Linked DNA regions of Pan troglodytes: region 1 is linked to region 2. The links are chromatin contacts, called in public HiChIP or PLAC-seq maps. All regions are on one chromosome and are shown on one strand. The core of a region is the stretch at or near the end of the contact, and the rest is flanking DNA. Distances in the headings are between cores, read along the strand shown.

Region 1 (3,024 bases), core at 283-2,782, 180 kb before region 2:
AGCACTGTGGCTCACACCTGTAATCCCAGCACTTTGGGCGGCCCAGGCAGGCAGATCCTTGAGCTCAGGAGTTCAAGGCCAGCCTAGCCAACGTGGTGAAACTCCATCTCTACTAAAAATACAAACATTATCTGGGCGTGGTGGCGTGTGCCTGTAATCCCTGCTGCTTGGGAGGCTGAGGCAGGAGAACCGCTTGAATCCAGGAAGCAGAGGTTGCAGTGAGCCAAGACCCGGCCACTGCACTCCAGCCTGGGTGATATCTGTAAATAATGGTTCCATGAGTTTAGAAATACAAAGTAGCATGAGTTAACAAATTTACACATCTATGTAACCAGGTCCCAATCAAGATACAGAATAATTCTATCACCCAGGAAGTTCTCTTGTGTCTGGACCAAACATCCTTCTCCACAGGTAAGCTCTGTTAGTTTTTATCACCATAGATTTTATTTGTCCTATTCTTGAATCTCATATAAATAGATTATACATTATGTATTTGGTGGTCCTTCAACATAATGGCCAGGTGTGGTGGCTCATGCCTGTAATCCCAACACTTTGAGAGGCCAAGGCAGGAGGATCTCTGGAGTTAGCAGGAGATCGAAAGCAGCCTGAGCAATATAATGAAGACTCCCGTCTCCGCAAAAAGTTTAAAAACTAGCCAGGAGTGGTGGTGCGGGCCTGGGGGCCCAGCTACCTGGGAGGCTGGGGTGGGAGGTCAAGGGTGCAGTGAGCCGAGATCACACCACTGCATTCCAGCCTGGGCGACACAATGAGACCCTGACTCAAAAAGAAACGAAAAAACGCATTGTGTGTTGTGTTTATTGGATGGTGGAATTATGGGGTTTACGGGTCTTCTGTTGCGTTTTGGTTTTTGTTTTCTTACCTGTTATCGCGTTCCTAACAGTAGAAATTGGCATCATATAGTATTCTCATGGAACTTTCCTTTGTTCAAAGCCCTACAGTTCAGAGACTTACACATTTAATGTGAGATACGACAGGCTTAAAAAGGAACGTTGGGGGCCGGGCGCGGTGGCTCACGCCTGTAATCCCAGCACTTTGGGAGGCTGAGGCGGGAGGATCACAAGGTCAGCAGTTCGAGATCAGCCTGGCCAACATGGTGAAACCCCATCTCTACTAAAAATACAAAAATTAGCCGGGCGTGGTGGCGGGCACCTGTAATCCCAGCTACTCGGGAGGCTGAGGTAGAATAGCTTGAACACGGAGGCGGAGGTTGCAGTGAGTCGAGATCCCGCCACGGCACTCCAGCCTGGGACAGAGCGAGACTCCGTCTCGAAAAAAAATAATAAAATAAATAATAAAATAAATAAAATAAAATAAACGTTGGCTTATTTCAGTGTGAAGTAAGGCAACAAACGGAGGGCTAACGGTTCCACTTCGTAGAGCTCAGACATTTTAAGAAGCGAGGAGGCCGCGTCCTGGAAGGGTGAGCAAAAAGCGCGAGGTTTGCGCACGAAGGGAAAGGCGAGGCCCGAGGAGAGACCTGGCGCCGCGCAGAATGATGATGTCGCACGCCGGGTGGGAACTGACGTCACCTGTGCTCACCGCCGCTTCCGGTCCGCGTGAGGTGCATTCTCGCGCCGGTGGCGAGGTTAGGGCCGGCGTTGAGACGTGGTGCAGCGCATATTTTCACAAGTGGGTCTCCCTTGTCCGGGACTATGGCCACCGACTCGTGGGCCCTGGCGGTGGACGAGCAGGAAGCGGCTGTCAAGTCGGTCAGTAGCTCAGCTCCTGGCGAGGAGGACGTAGCAGGGGCCCAAGCGAAACCTCCCAAAAGCACAGGGAGCTCCCCGGGTTGGGGAGGCCCCTGGGCAACGCGCTCCTGGAGTTTGCTGGGGCAGTCACTTGCCCTTGATTTGCTCTTAGAGCTAAAGAGACCAATGTCGAGCTTTTTATCTCCATCTGGGCTGGTTAAGGACTTCATCCTTTGGTAAATCCGCCCCACTATGCATGCTGTCATTCCTCTATTGACCTCCTCGGTGACGATTATAAGGAAAGCCAAGTTTAGATTCTGATTCTCTTTTTCATTACGCGACCGTTCTTCGCATGTTTCTATACTACTCTGTATTTAACATTTCTTAGATCCATGCTTAACGTGGTTGGTAGTTTGTAGCTCTTTGCAGAATAACAGATTCACTTTTGGATTTAATACCTCAATCTACTGCAGATGTTGGAAGGAGGCACTACAAATTGTTTCATTGATGTGTAAAGTAACGGTTTCATGTACTTGTTCTTTCAGTAATGAATATTCATTCAACTGGAATGTAATTACAGCATACACTGTGGCTTTCTGTTCTTATATCTAAGACCTAAACTTTAGGTTTGTTTAGTGATGATGGACTGTCTTTTTTTTTGTTGTAATTGTTTCTCTTTTGAGGCAGAGTTTTGCTCTTGTTGCCCAGGCTGGAGTGCAATGGCGCCATCTCGGCTCACCGCAACCTCAGCCTCCCGGGTTCAAGCGATTCTCCTGCCTCAGCCTCCTGAGTAGCTGGGATTACAGGCATGCGCCACCACGCCCGGCTAATTTTGTATTTTTTGTAGAGACGGGGTTTCTCCATGTTGGTCAGGCTGGTCTCGAACTCCCGACCTCAAGTGATCCGCCCACCTCGGCCTCCCAAAGTGCTGGGATTACAGCCGTGGGTCACCGCGCCCAGCCGGTATGGGGATTTTTGAGAGGGCTATTGACAGAATTAGACAAGGCTGGCAAGGATTTATTGAACTATGGAGAACAGAATATGTTAGAAGTGATGGCTAATAGAAATATCAGTGTAGAAGTTATTCTGATAGCCCCGAGATAGAGGGCCTATGTTGGGCAGTAGAAGTGAAAATTAAGGGATGGGTATAAGATATGAAGGTAGAATGGGTAGGACTTGCTAACATAATAAAGGAGAGAAGGGAGATAAAGCCAAAGGTTTCTGTTTTCAACCTGGATCCTATTGGTATTACTAACGTCCCAATAACAGGAATAGGAAAGTGGGAGGAAGGGCAGATTTGATAGAATGGTGAAGG
Region 2 (2,999 bases), core at 325-2,824:
GGTCATGCTGGTCTCGAACTCCTGACTCAGGTGATCCTCCCGTCTTGGCCTCCCAAAGTGCTGGGATGGCAGGCGTGAGCCACCGCGCCCCGCAAGATACTAAATTTTAAAACACATCTTGCTGAGGCCAGACAAAAAAAGCCCCCCACACTAAACTAGCCAGGCACGGTGGTGTGCGCCTCTGGTTTCATCGATTCTGATTGCAGCACAACAGCACTCCAGCCTGCGCAACAGAGAGCGGCCCTGTTTCTAAAAATAACAAAACAAAACAAAAAACACCACACATATCTTGCTGAAAAACGTATCAGAAACTGCTAGAGTTAGTGCAAGTTTATACTTGAAAATACTCAAAGATATCAACGATCACCTCTCCCTCAGGCTGAAACTGCCTTTTGTGCTCAACTTTGCTAGAAGTTTGGTCTGGGAAACAGCTGACAAGCTTAGAGCTTAGATCTCTTTTGACTAGCAAGGAACCCAACTGACATTCGAAAGTGAATTGACAGCATCGAGTTGCCACTGAAAATTAAAGGAGGCAGGAGATAGAACGTTATGAACTGAAAGGAATTGGAGAATAGTCCACACCTCTCATTTGATAAAATATCAAGGGTACCAGAGATGAAGTGACTTGTCCAAGGTTAGAGAATTGTGTCTGAGTCTTAAAAGCTCAAACCTCTACAAAGATGTGCATTTGACCAAAACGCTAAAATCACACCCCCAAATCACTCCCCACAAGAGGAAGTCTTAAAACGCTTCAAGAAGTTAATCTGCAAAGGCTTCCCTCTTAAATAACAGGATGAGAGCGTTTCATAATTTGTAAATTAAGCCAATGCAAAAGGGCGCTTATTATTTTGAGAACCAAGCACTTTGGCAAATACTCTCAGACTAACTTTACTCCCGTGGAGAAACTGGTGATCATGGATCAGGGAAATCAACGGGGGTCTAGGGAGGAGAGGCTGCAGATCGCCCAGGTATCAGGGAAGACAAGCTCGGCGCGTCCGACAGCGTGAAAAGAGTTGACAGGACTACTCATATACCCGACTAGCTTCCGCTTCTTTGTTTCCCCGCTTTTTTGTATCCCCCAGCAAGGAGAGTTTCCCACAGCCCGGATTTCCCGACTGAAGGCTCCCACTCTCCCTAGATCCTCCATGAAAAAGAGGAGGCTCGACCCCGCACCTCCTCGCCGCAGAGCCGTTCGTATACAGCCTCCAGCTCCTGCAGCTCTGTCAGGGAGCGAATGAGCTCAGCGGAGATTTCGGAGCAGCGGCCACCTCCCACCCCCTCAGACGGCGGCTGCACCCCTGACAGCTTCGGAGGCGAATCAAGGTCCGCCATCTTGGTCCCCATTCGGCACTTCCGGTCCCGCGAGGCCCCCTCTTCGTTGGCGCCTATTTGGGGCTGCCTACAGAAGTGCCCAATGAACTCTAATGGTTTTTTTTTAAGTCTACTTCTAAAAACGTATTAATTTTCTATTCTCCTGGAAAAAGCAAAGCAATAAAGCATGTTTAAATAATTTGTAATGCCGTGTGGAAGCAAGACGGAAGCATTTTTTAAAAATTATATATATTCTTCAGGCGCGGATTGGGTGCCTTTTTCCGCCGCGCGCCACCAGAATGTCCCTGTCTTGAGGTCTAATGGCGGACGCCAGTATGTTGGAGTTGGTGGTGGCTTAAGTTTTGAAGGGAGGTAGCATCCGTTGGATATCCACACCATCCTTCTCGCTGCAGGGTAAAAAAACAGCCTGGAGACTTCCCCGGGCCCGGGGAGGCGGAGAGCGGCCATATGGAAGGGGGACCCTAGACTTTGGCGGGGGTCACGGGCAGTCTAGGCCCGAGAGGCTGGGGACCAGGAGGAGGTACCGAGGGATGGTTGAGGCGCCAAAACGGCTTCCTGCAGTTATCTCTCGCTTCCATCCACAGTGTGGGAACGTATTCTATCTCAAAATAGGGCTCGTGGAGATTGCTTTTAACTTCTGGGGACTCTGAGACGGGGGAGGTGTGACAAGCAGCGGGAGGGATGGATGTCTCCCTCTGGGTAGAGTAAATGGTACACCGATGGGAAGATAGAAAGATGGAGCGTGTTAAAAGCGTAAATAACGGAAACAGTCTTTAGAGCCAAGACTCTGGTTTGAATTTGTATTTTGGTAGTTGGGCAACTTGTCTCCTCCTCTGAACCTCTATTTTCTCGTTTGCGTAATGGAGGACAGAGTTTAAATGCGATGATGTTTCCTTGGAGGATGGAGAAGATGCAGTGAGCAATCATACAAGCTTTTTGTAATAATGGTAAACAGACGTGGGGGAAATTTTTTTTGTTTTGTTTTGTTTTTGTGATGGAGTCACAGTCTGTCGCCCAGACTGGAGAGCAGTGGCGCGATCTCGGCTCACTGCATCTCTGCCTCCCGGGTTCCACCGATTCTCTTACCTCAGCCTCCCGAGTAGACTAGCTGGGATTACGGGCGCGTGCCACCACGCCCGGCTAATTTTTCTTTTTTTGAGACGGTGTCTCGCTTTGTCGCCCAGGCTGGAGTGCAGTGGCGCGATCTCTGCTCACTGCAAGCTCCGCTTTCCGGGTTCACGCCATTCTCCTGCCTCAGCCTCCCGAGTAGCTGGAACTACAGGCGCCCGCCACCGCGCCCAGCTAATTTTTTGTATTTTTAGTAGAGACGGGGTTTCACGGTGTTAGCCAGGATGGTCTCGATCTCCTGACCTTGATCCACCTGCCTTGGCCTCCCAAAGTGTTGGGATTACAGGTGTGAGACACCGCGCCCGGCCCAGACGTGGGGGAAGTTTTAAAGCTTACCACATTTATCTGGTATATATTTTTTGTTTGTTTGTTTTGTTTTTGAGACGAAGTCTCGCTGTCGCCCAGGCTGGAGCGCAGCGGCTTGATCTCGGCTTACTGCAGCCTCCTCCTCCTTGGTTCTAGCTATTCTCACGCCTCAGCTTCCCGAGTAGCTGAGATTAAAGGCGTGTGCCACCGCGCCCGGCTAGTTTTTGCATTTT

Evidence for each region. HiChIP or PLAC-seq counts read pairs in DNA pulled down with a chosen protein or histone mark.
Region 1: a contact with region 2 is called in an H3K4me3 HiChIP or PLAC-seq map of stem cell-derived excitatory neurons, with 3 times the contacts expected there. The contact joins the promoter of DDX19A here to the promoter of SF3B3 in region 2. A contact is called at or near these places in 1 of 7 Hi-C or Micro-C datasets (induced pluripotent stem cells) and 1 of 1 datasets of contacts at active chromatin or transcription factors (stem cell-derived excitatory neurons).

The regions. Positions count from the first base shown.
Region 1 is chr18:72,337,209-72,340,232 of NHGRI_mPanTro3-v2.0_pri, reverse strand. It overlaps DDX19A (DEAD-box helicase 19A), which reads left to right and starts at 1,532. Exons shown (of 12, transcript XM_024349921.3): 1 at 1,532-1,730. The coding sequence starts at 1,674. It overlaps LOC104002664 (a long non-coding RNA gene), which reads right to left and starts at 1,467. Exons shown (of 3, transcript XR_001710411.4): 1 at 881-1,467.
Region 2 is chr18:72,157,648-72,160,646 of NHGRI_mPanTro3-v2.0_pri, reverse strand. SF3B3 (splicing factor 3b subunit 3) reads left to right here and starts at 1,574. Exons shown (of 26, transcript XM_511081.7): 1 at 1,574-1,725. COG4 (component of oligomeric golgi complex 4) reads right to left here and starts at 1,377. Exons shown (of 19, transcript XM_016930110.2): 1 at 1,174-1,377. The coding sequence starts at 1,344.